Regions from separate parts of the Zea mays genome. Here region 1 is linked to region 2. The links are chromatin contacts, called in public Hi-C maps. All regions are on one chromosome and are shown on one strand. Each heading gives the region's core, a stretch centred on a gene start, on an enhancer-like site or on the middle of the called end of the contact. The rest is flanking DNA. Distances are from core to core; before and after follow the strand shown.

What was found. A called contact is a pair of places that touch in the nucleus more often than the background predicts.
Region 1: a contact with region 2 is called in a Hi-C map of ear, with 5 times the contacts expected there. The contact joins the promoter of LOC103632604 here to the enhancer-like site in region 2. A contact is called at or near these places in 7 of 25 Hi-C or Micro-C datasets (bundle sheath, ear, leaf and 3 more).

The regions. Positions count from the first base shown.
Region 1 is chr7:96,934,485-96,938,432 of Zm-B73-REFERENCE-NAM-5.0, reverse strand. LOC103632604 (L-type lectin-domain containing receptor kinase IX.1) reads left to right here and starts at 1,775. Exons shown (of 2, transcript XM_008654360.4): 1 at 1,775-3,375. The coding sequence starts at 1,955.
Region 2 is chr7:96,633,220-96,637,354 of Zm-B73-REFERENCE-NAM-5.0, reverse strand. No RefSeq gene overlaps it. Among protein-coding and RNA genes, the nearest start is that of LOC111589834, 17 kb to the left of the region's middle. Within about 2 kb of position 2,579, at least 16 of the 20 cell types and tissues checked have an H3K27ac peak or open chromatin away from gene starts, as enhancers often do. A contact at or near this core is called in ear, leaf, leaf mesophyll and 1 more, where this site is marked.

The DNA.
Region 1 (3,948 bases), core at 526-3,025, 300 kb before region 2:
CACTGTTCAAATGAATTATTTGTCAATTTGACCTCCTCTGTAGTAGCTCCCTCCCCTCTAGAAGCTTCTCCTGGTGCTGGCACCGGTGGTGGTATGTTGTGGCCCATAACCCCCGATCCCAATAAAATCAAGTTAAGCCAAGATTTGAAAGGTTAATACAAACGACAAGTCTAAATTAAATTAAATTTGAATGACACACCCGACCTGGTTTATAGTAAGTTCTAGTTCATAATACATTCGAGTAGAGATACTTATCGACGCACCTGAGCTGGAGGAGGTGTCGGAGCATGTAATTCCCACTGAGGCATCCACAACTGAAATTGAGGGAAAACGAATGGTTGTTGTTGTGCTTGATCTGAAAACCAAGACTGTTGCAAACACATTATATTAGTTATAGGACAAATATACGACCGTGTTGAGAATAATACGACACTCACGTTCATTGCTTGTTGCGCCTGTGCGTTGTAAGCAGCCATGTACTCTGATTGTTGTCGGACGAATGCCATTTGCTATTGCTGCAGCTCTTCATGAAACCTTTCTTGCTGCTCCCTCATAGCCTCCTCCATGCTCGAGCGCCGACTACGGCTGCTACCATAACCAATCTACGACGAAGAGCCCCCACGTGACCGCAACTCCGTCGAATCGATCATACCGATAAACATAGAATACCTTCAAAAAACAAGAAAATTTGCTATTCGGTCATAATTTCAATCCTATTGAAAAAAATCACAAGTTCGGAGAAGGGTCGTGCATGGTTGGCCAGACACCGGTGCGATGCTTGAGCTCGTGACCAGCAGATGCACTTAGGGAAGGGGCGTTGTCGGCAAGCTCTTGCCCAGAGCGCGACCGAGTGGCGGCGTCGGTGAGCACGCTGGCAGGGCGGCGCGGCGAGCGCTGCCGCACGTGGGGGCGATAGCCGCCAGAGCCTACAGCTAGAGAGAGGCAGCCAAGGACAAATAGTGGCGTGGCGAGCCAAAGGCGGACGCTGGGGCGCCGTCGTTGGGCACAAGCGCACAACGTCGGGAGCGAGTAGGAAGAAACGAAAATAAGAAAGAAGAAGGGGTTTCAGGGAGGGGGGGGGGGGGTAAAAAACGGTTAAATTTCGGCGACCAGAGCACGACCATTGAAAATAATTTAAATTTCGGCGGCCATGGGCCCAACCCACCGAAATTTGCTTTATTTTCGTCGGCTCGTACGAACCGCCGAAATTTACTAGTTATTTTCGGTGGCTTGTGTGAGGCCGCCGAAAATAACCCTGGCCGCCGAAAACCATTGGAACTCGTGTAGTGAGTGAGGTACCCCAAACAAAGGTTGAGTGGATTCTCTCACAAATGGCTAGGTGGCTCTCACCACTCTTCTGAACTGTGAACTCCATGCATCTTCCCATCGCATTCGTCCGATTGGTGTCCATCAACAAGTTGTTCAATTTTAGTTTGGCCGTGTTGGTTTGTCTCGTTTGTATGTCCGCTCTGGTACTCATCCGCACTACGCCTAATTTACGCCTCCCTTGAAATCCCAAACCAGCCAAATGGCCTGATAAATAGCTGGACATCAGTTCAATCCGAGCTGGCTACTATGCTTGCTTTGAGAACACAACACATTTTGGGAGCTTTACCTTGGAGTCTTGGACGATACGAGATGTATTCCATTTTTTTACTCTAATTCACTCTAACACACGTAGATTAAATTAAATATGGGTATGGAAACGCAAGGCCTGCGTAAGAATGGCAAATATGTCCAGGGCTCCCGACGGGCACTCCGTGGGAAGCCACAGTGCTGCGTCGGTATCTCCTAGGGAGGCACCTGCAGACCAGGTCAGCATGCGGACTGATGGTCTGCCCTCTGCCGTGCCCGTGCTGCGAAGATACGGATAATCTCTGAGTGTCCCTGTTCAATTATTCTCCGACCAAACCTAGCAGCTCTCCCTAGTAGTAGTACCTAACAAGCTGCAACAATGGCGGTAATGAGCTCTGGCGGCCTTCTACCCACGCTGTGCTGCCTCTGCTACGTGCTGTCCTCCGTCCACGTTCCCCTCGCCGCCTCGCTCTCTTTCCATTTCAACTTCTCAGACCCCGATTCCACCTGCACCGCCCAGAACGCGGAGCTGGCCTGCTCCAGCGACGCCTACTTCCACAGCACCGAGGACGCGATCGAGCTGACCAAGAACGGCATGGACAACCACAACAACAAAAGCGTCGGGCGGCTGGTGTACACGCAGCCGATACCCCTCTGGAACGGCGCCACCGGCGAGCTCGCCAGCTTCACCACCTCCTTCACCTTCCGGATCAAGCGAGCACAACCGGGGTCCCCGAGCGGCGACGGGATGGCGTTCTTCCTCGCGCACCACCCCGGACGGGTGCCCCCCAGCAGCTTCGGCAGGAACCTGGGCCTCTTCAACGACAGCACCAACAGGAACGCCACGGGCGACGACCGCGCCGTGGCGGTCGAGTTCGACACGTTCGAGAACGACGAGTTGGAGGATGCGGATGGCAACCACGTCGGCATCGACGTCAACTCCATCGTCTCTACCGATTCCATCTCGCCCGACAAGAGCATCAAGTCCGGCGAGACCCTGGCAGCCGACGTCGCCTTCGACAACACAACGGAGACGCTGTCCGTCACCCTCTGGATGAGCGGGGCACCGTACCGTGTCAGCGCCAACGTCGACATGAGGAAAAGCTTGCCCCAGATGGTGGCCGTCGGCTTCGCTGCTTCCACCGGCAACAACGTGGAGATGCACCAGCTCCTGTCGTGGTCCTTCAACTCTACCCTGGCGTCGTCGAAGGATGGTGAGACCAGGCCACCTGCGCCCTCTCAGGCCATCGTCTCCAAAAACAAATCCAAGGCGCGTAGCAGCGCGATAGCAGTGTCTTCTGCAGCTGCGTTTGTGGTCGTGTGCGCTTTAACTGGGTTTCTTCTAAGGCGGAAACTGAGGATGTGGAAGACGTCCAAGGAAGCATCCGGCGCCGGCGAGCTCGACGACGACGAACACGACGGAGAGGAGGCTGAGTTTGAGAAGGGCGTCGGCCCAAAGAGGTATTCCTATCGCGAACTCGCGGCCGCGACGCGCAACTTCTCGGAAGAGACGAAGCTCGGGCGAGGCGGCTTCGGCCACGTCTACCAGGGCCGCCTCAACATTGACGGCCAGGACCGCCGCGTGGCCATAAAGAAGTTCTCGGAGTCGTCCATGCAGGGGAGGAAGGAGTTCGAGGCCGAGGTGAAGATCATCAGCCGGCTGAGGCACCGCAACCTCGTGCGGTTGATCGGTTGGTGCGACTGCTGCAAGGGGCTCCTCATCGTCTATGAGCTCGTGTCAGAGGGCAGCCTTGACAGGCACATATACAACGCTGCCAGGTGGCTTACCTGGCCTCAAAGGTATGATCAACTAAGAGCAAGTTTGATAATAAAGTCTATATATACAGAGTTTTATGGTGTTGCTATGTTAAAGCCTGCTCATTTAATAACCCTTCTAAAACAGCTTTAGCTCTGGCTTTTGCACAAAAACAATTTTTTTTGTTAGAGGTGAAGCTATTTCGCAAATCGTTTGGCAGAAACAACTTATCGTAAAGTCAAAGTCATTTCCATGTATTAAAGTGCCAGAGACAGCCAAAATGGCTCTAGCTTTTAAGTGTTTTTCGCAGTAAGCCGTTTTTTTTAAAAAAAAGAGGTGTTTGGTAGGACTCTGGCTTTTTAAAAAAGAGTCCTTCAAACTTGCTACATCCATTTCTCTCACAAAGTGTCTTAAAGTGTGCGAGTAGTCTACTCTTACCTGGCTACTAGTTAGGAGCTCACTTTAATTTCTTCGTCTCTCCATTTATCTTTCTTTCACGTCACCATAAATCTGGCATATCATCTCTTACAACCCGCCTACATCACCTTATTATACTTGCTCTAATAGTGATATGCGTTAGAGATTGCTCAACATTCAATGCTCATATAGGGCATCTC
Region 2 (4,135 bases), core at 1,330-3,829:
TTCTAAACTAGGCCACAAATGAATCCCTAGAACAAAACCTATGCAAATAATCAAACTAGAATGTGCAACCTAGGTTTTGTCTAAGTGTTGCTATCTCTACCGCAAAGCTTAAGTTTCAATTCTAAATAATCTAACTAGAAAGACAAGATTGAAACTTAAATACTTAATATAATTGCAGAATGTAAAGAGCAAGATAAAGATGCAAACTCTCGTGGATGACGCCGGTATTTTAACCGAGGTATCCGGACTCACGCAAGGTTCTGACTAATCCTCGTTGGTGATCCTACGCAAAGGGTAGCCCACGCGAGGGCCAAGCACCACGGTTGAGTAACTCCGTAGAGAGCAGCGGACCTTCTCCACGCGCAAGTGGTGCTCCGCTTCCGGCTCCTCTCGGACGCTCCCCGCCATCTCCACTATCAAGCTTCCGACTGAAACGCAGCAGGCCTCGTTCCAAACGGTCCGTCATTGTTTAAATTACAATTTCTCTAAAATGAAGGGATCCAAACGGTCTGTCATTGTTTGTTTGGACATTGGAGCATGATCAGGCATTCCAGACCATCAAGACAACATTATCTACTACACTGGTTTCGGCACTTCCCAACTTCAACAGACCATTCGTTATGGAGAACGACGCATCAGGTACGGGTATTGGTGACATACTTACACAGGATGGCCACCCTCTGGCCTTTGTCAACCGTGCACTTGGCGCCAAAAATTTGGGACTGTCAACCTACGAAAAAGAGTGCCTAGCTATTATCCTGGCAGTGGACGAATGGCGACCTTATCTCTAGCACTCGAAATTCGTGATATACACTGATGAACGCAACCTCTCCCATTTGTCTGATCAACGCCTGCACGCGCCGTGGCAGCAGCGAGTATTTACCAAGTTATTAGGCCTGCAATATCAGATCATCTACAAAAAGGGTGTGAATAACGATGCCGTCGATGCTCTGCCACGTCGCACTTCAGTTGGCCTAGAGATTTATAGTGTGTCGTCCACAGCTACCCAGTGGCTCTCAGGTGGTTCAAGGGTACAGCCAGGATGCAAGAGCAACCTAGCTGCTCACCGTGTTAGCATTACAATCTTCTCCACAGGAACCCTACTCCCTCCACCAAGGTCTCATCCGATATAAGGGCAGAGTGTGGCTAGGTGCTAATCGAGACCTTCAGCTTCACATCCTTTCAGCACTGCACGACAGTGAGCTTGGAGGCCATTCTGGCTTTCCCGTCACCACAGACGGCCAAGCAGCTCTTTGCGTGGCCAGGGCTTAAGAAGTTGGTCAAGGAATTTGTCGTTTTGTGCACAGTCTGGCAGTCTGCCACCAAGTGAAGCCCCACCGCATCAAGTATCCCAGGTTACTCCAGCCGTTGCCTGTTCCTGACCAAGCCTAGCAAGTGGTCTCGCTGGACTTTATTGAAGAGTTACCCTGATCCAGTGCAGCTAAATGTATCCTCGTAGTGGTGGATACGTTCAGTAAGTATGCCCATTTCATCGGCTTGCTTCATCCATTCACTACACTCAAAGTTGCTCAAGCTTTCATGGCAAACGTCTACAAACTTCATGGACTACCTCATGCTCTAGTCTCATATACAGACCGTATCTTCACAAGCCATCTGTGGCAAGAACTCTTTCACCTTTTAGGCACCAAACTGCGAATGAGCACAACATACCATCCTCAGAGCGACGGATAGACAGAACAGGTCAATCAGTGACTGGAGACCTTCTTGAGCAGTTTCACTCATTCCTGTCCAACCAAACGGAGTCACTGGCTTCCACTAGCCGAATTCTGGTACAATACTTGTTCTCATTCATCATTGGGAATGTCTCCATTTGAGGTTGTTTATGGCTGACCCTCTAGACAGTTTAGCTTGGTGCCTGCAGACGCGGTGTCCACTGCTGAGTTGGCTGACTGGTTATCAAGCAGGGAACTCATGCAGTCATGCTTCGTGTGGTGAAACAGAACCTCATGCGTGCTCAGCGAGAATGAAGCACCAGGATGATAAGGGCAGGACTAACCATGGATTTGTTGTAGGGGATTTCGTTTATGTGAAGTTACAGCCTTACATCCAAGGGTCCGTAGCCACTCGAGCAAGCCACATAAACTCAGTTTCAAGTTCTTTGGGCCTTACGAGATTATCCAACACATTGGCAAGGTCGCCTATAAACCGCGTCTACCGGAATCGGCAGCAGTTCACTCGGTGTTCCATGTCTCCGAGATCAAACCATATGTTCACCCTCCCCAACTGGTGAGTTCTTCCATGCCAACTGCTAACCTTGCTCTTCAGTACCATGCACAGATCTTGGATCGCAGAACGGTGTCACGCGGTGGTTCCTCCATCGACCAACTATCGACCAACTATCGACCAAGTTCTTGTGCACTGGTCCGGTATGGACGCGGCTCTATCATCATGGCAGGATACTGAGGTGCTCCAACTGGCGTTTCCAGATGCAGATGCTTGGGGGCAAGAGTCGTCCAAAGGAGGGGGGATGTCAGTGCCTCTTATATACAAGACAAGCAAGTGAAGCATGTGGAGAAGCCATCGCAATGGGCTGTCGTGTGAAGAAGCCCAGTGTTCGATATGCCGGCCCAAAATGGCTGTTGTAATAGTGAGAGAGTTATTTGTATCCAGGAGAGAAGGAAAGGGGTAGAAAGAAACACAACAACAATTACATTCTACCATCTACTGACTGCTTCCTCTCTCCCCTCTGACCCATTGCTCTGTACCTTCTTCCTCACGGTGCCGCCACCTGTCGCTAACAGGACTAGGGGCCTAGAGCGTCAGGACTCAGGCGTGGTGAGGCGTGGCCACCGGCGTCCGGCAACGTGGGGTGGTGGCAGGTCGCAGGTGGTCGGTGGCCGGGCGACGCCACGATGGCGCTAGGGTTCTCCATGGCGTGGATTGTGGGTGCGGCTAGGAGCCTGCCTGGGAGAGGCTGCGAGTAGCCGAGTAGGACAGTTGTGACCTGAGAGCCTGCTTGGGAGCGGTCGAGTGCCCCAAGAGGCCGAGAGCTCGAGACACCGAGTTGGTCAGTGGGATTACAAACGTGGGCTAGGCTATTTATGTTGTATAATGTTACATGTAAGGAGATGCCTTTTAGAAATTCGGGTAATTTGGTGCAAATCGGGTATGGGATGGGTAACCCGAATTACTCAAATAAAATTCGAATCAGTGATCGGGTAATTCAGATCCAGGTTCGGGTAGTTCGAATTTGGATAATGGGTAACAGGTTTTTTTTGCCTAGACCTTTTTGTTTCGGTTGTTTTCAGCTTCTGGCTACCAGAAGCTACTGCAGACTACCAAACGCCTAGCTTTTCAGGTCCCTTCTATAAAAATCACTTTAGTCAAAACCATCCAAAATCAATGTGAACAAAAAACCGGCTGAGTCATTGCGAATTGCGGGAGTAGGAAACTGTCACTTTTACGTACTTAACCCTATAGACTCATGTTTCCCCGCACGTAATCTCCACGATACTCAAATACCCTATTCACTTGGCTTTAATTCGTATCGATTTCTACTTGTTCTACATTGTTTTATCTCTATAGATTCTAGCTACAGCAGTTCAAACAACTGACTTTAATCCGAAACGAATAAATCAAGATTCTCTTCACAATTAGATTTCACTCACAACTAGAATATGAGAAAAGCTCCTCATAAAAAAATGGACCAAAGAGGCCCTCTATATGGTCGCCCCAAGTTTCCTTTCTCTTCAACTCGACAGTTATCCACTAACAAAATTAGTATTGTTATTTTGTTTAAATCTTGTTTTAGTCCGTAGTGCGCCATTTCGTAGGGCCGTCGACAGCAGGTGCAGCTGCCAACGACATAGAGCCCATGGCACTAGGAACCCTACGAGGGAATTATATATAAACGTATAAATTTAGCGTTTAGTGTACGTATTTCACTATCCAAAATAAAAGTTTAAAGGTCTATATATTTAGCACAAGCAACTAGAAAGAGTTACTTGTCGTCGTTTTGTATTTCGATATTCAACTATTTTTTTAGAAGCGAAATAACTCTTAGTAATAATACTACACAGTTTAATTATTGTATCAAAGGCTGTTTGGTACGACTTTTTTTAAAAATATTTTATACGGCTCTGAAAACAGCTTGACTAATATATAAATTGTACCT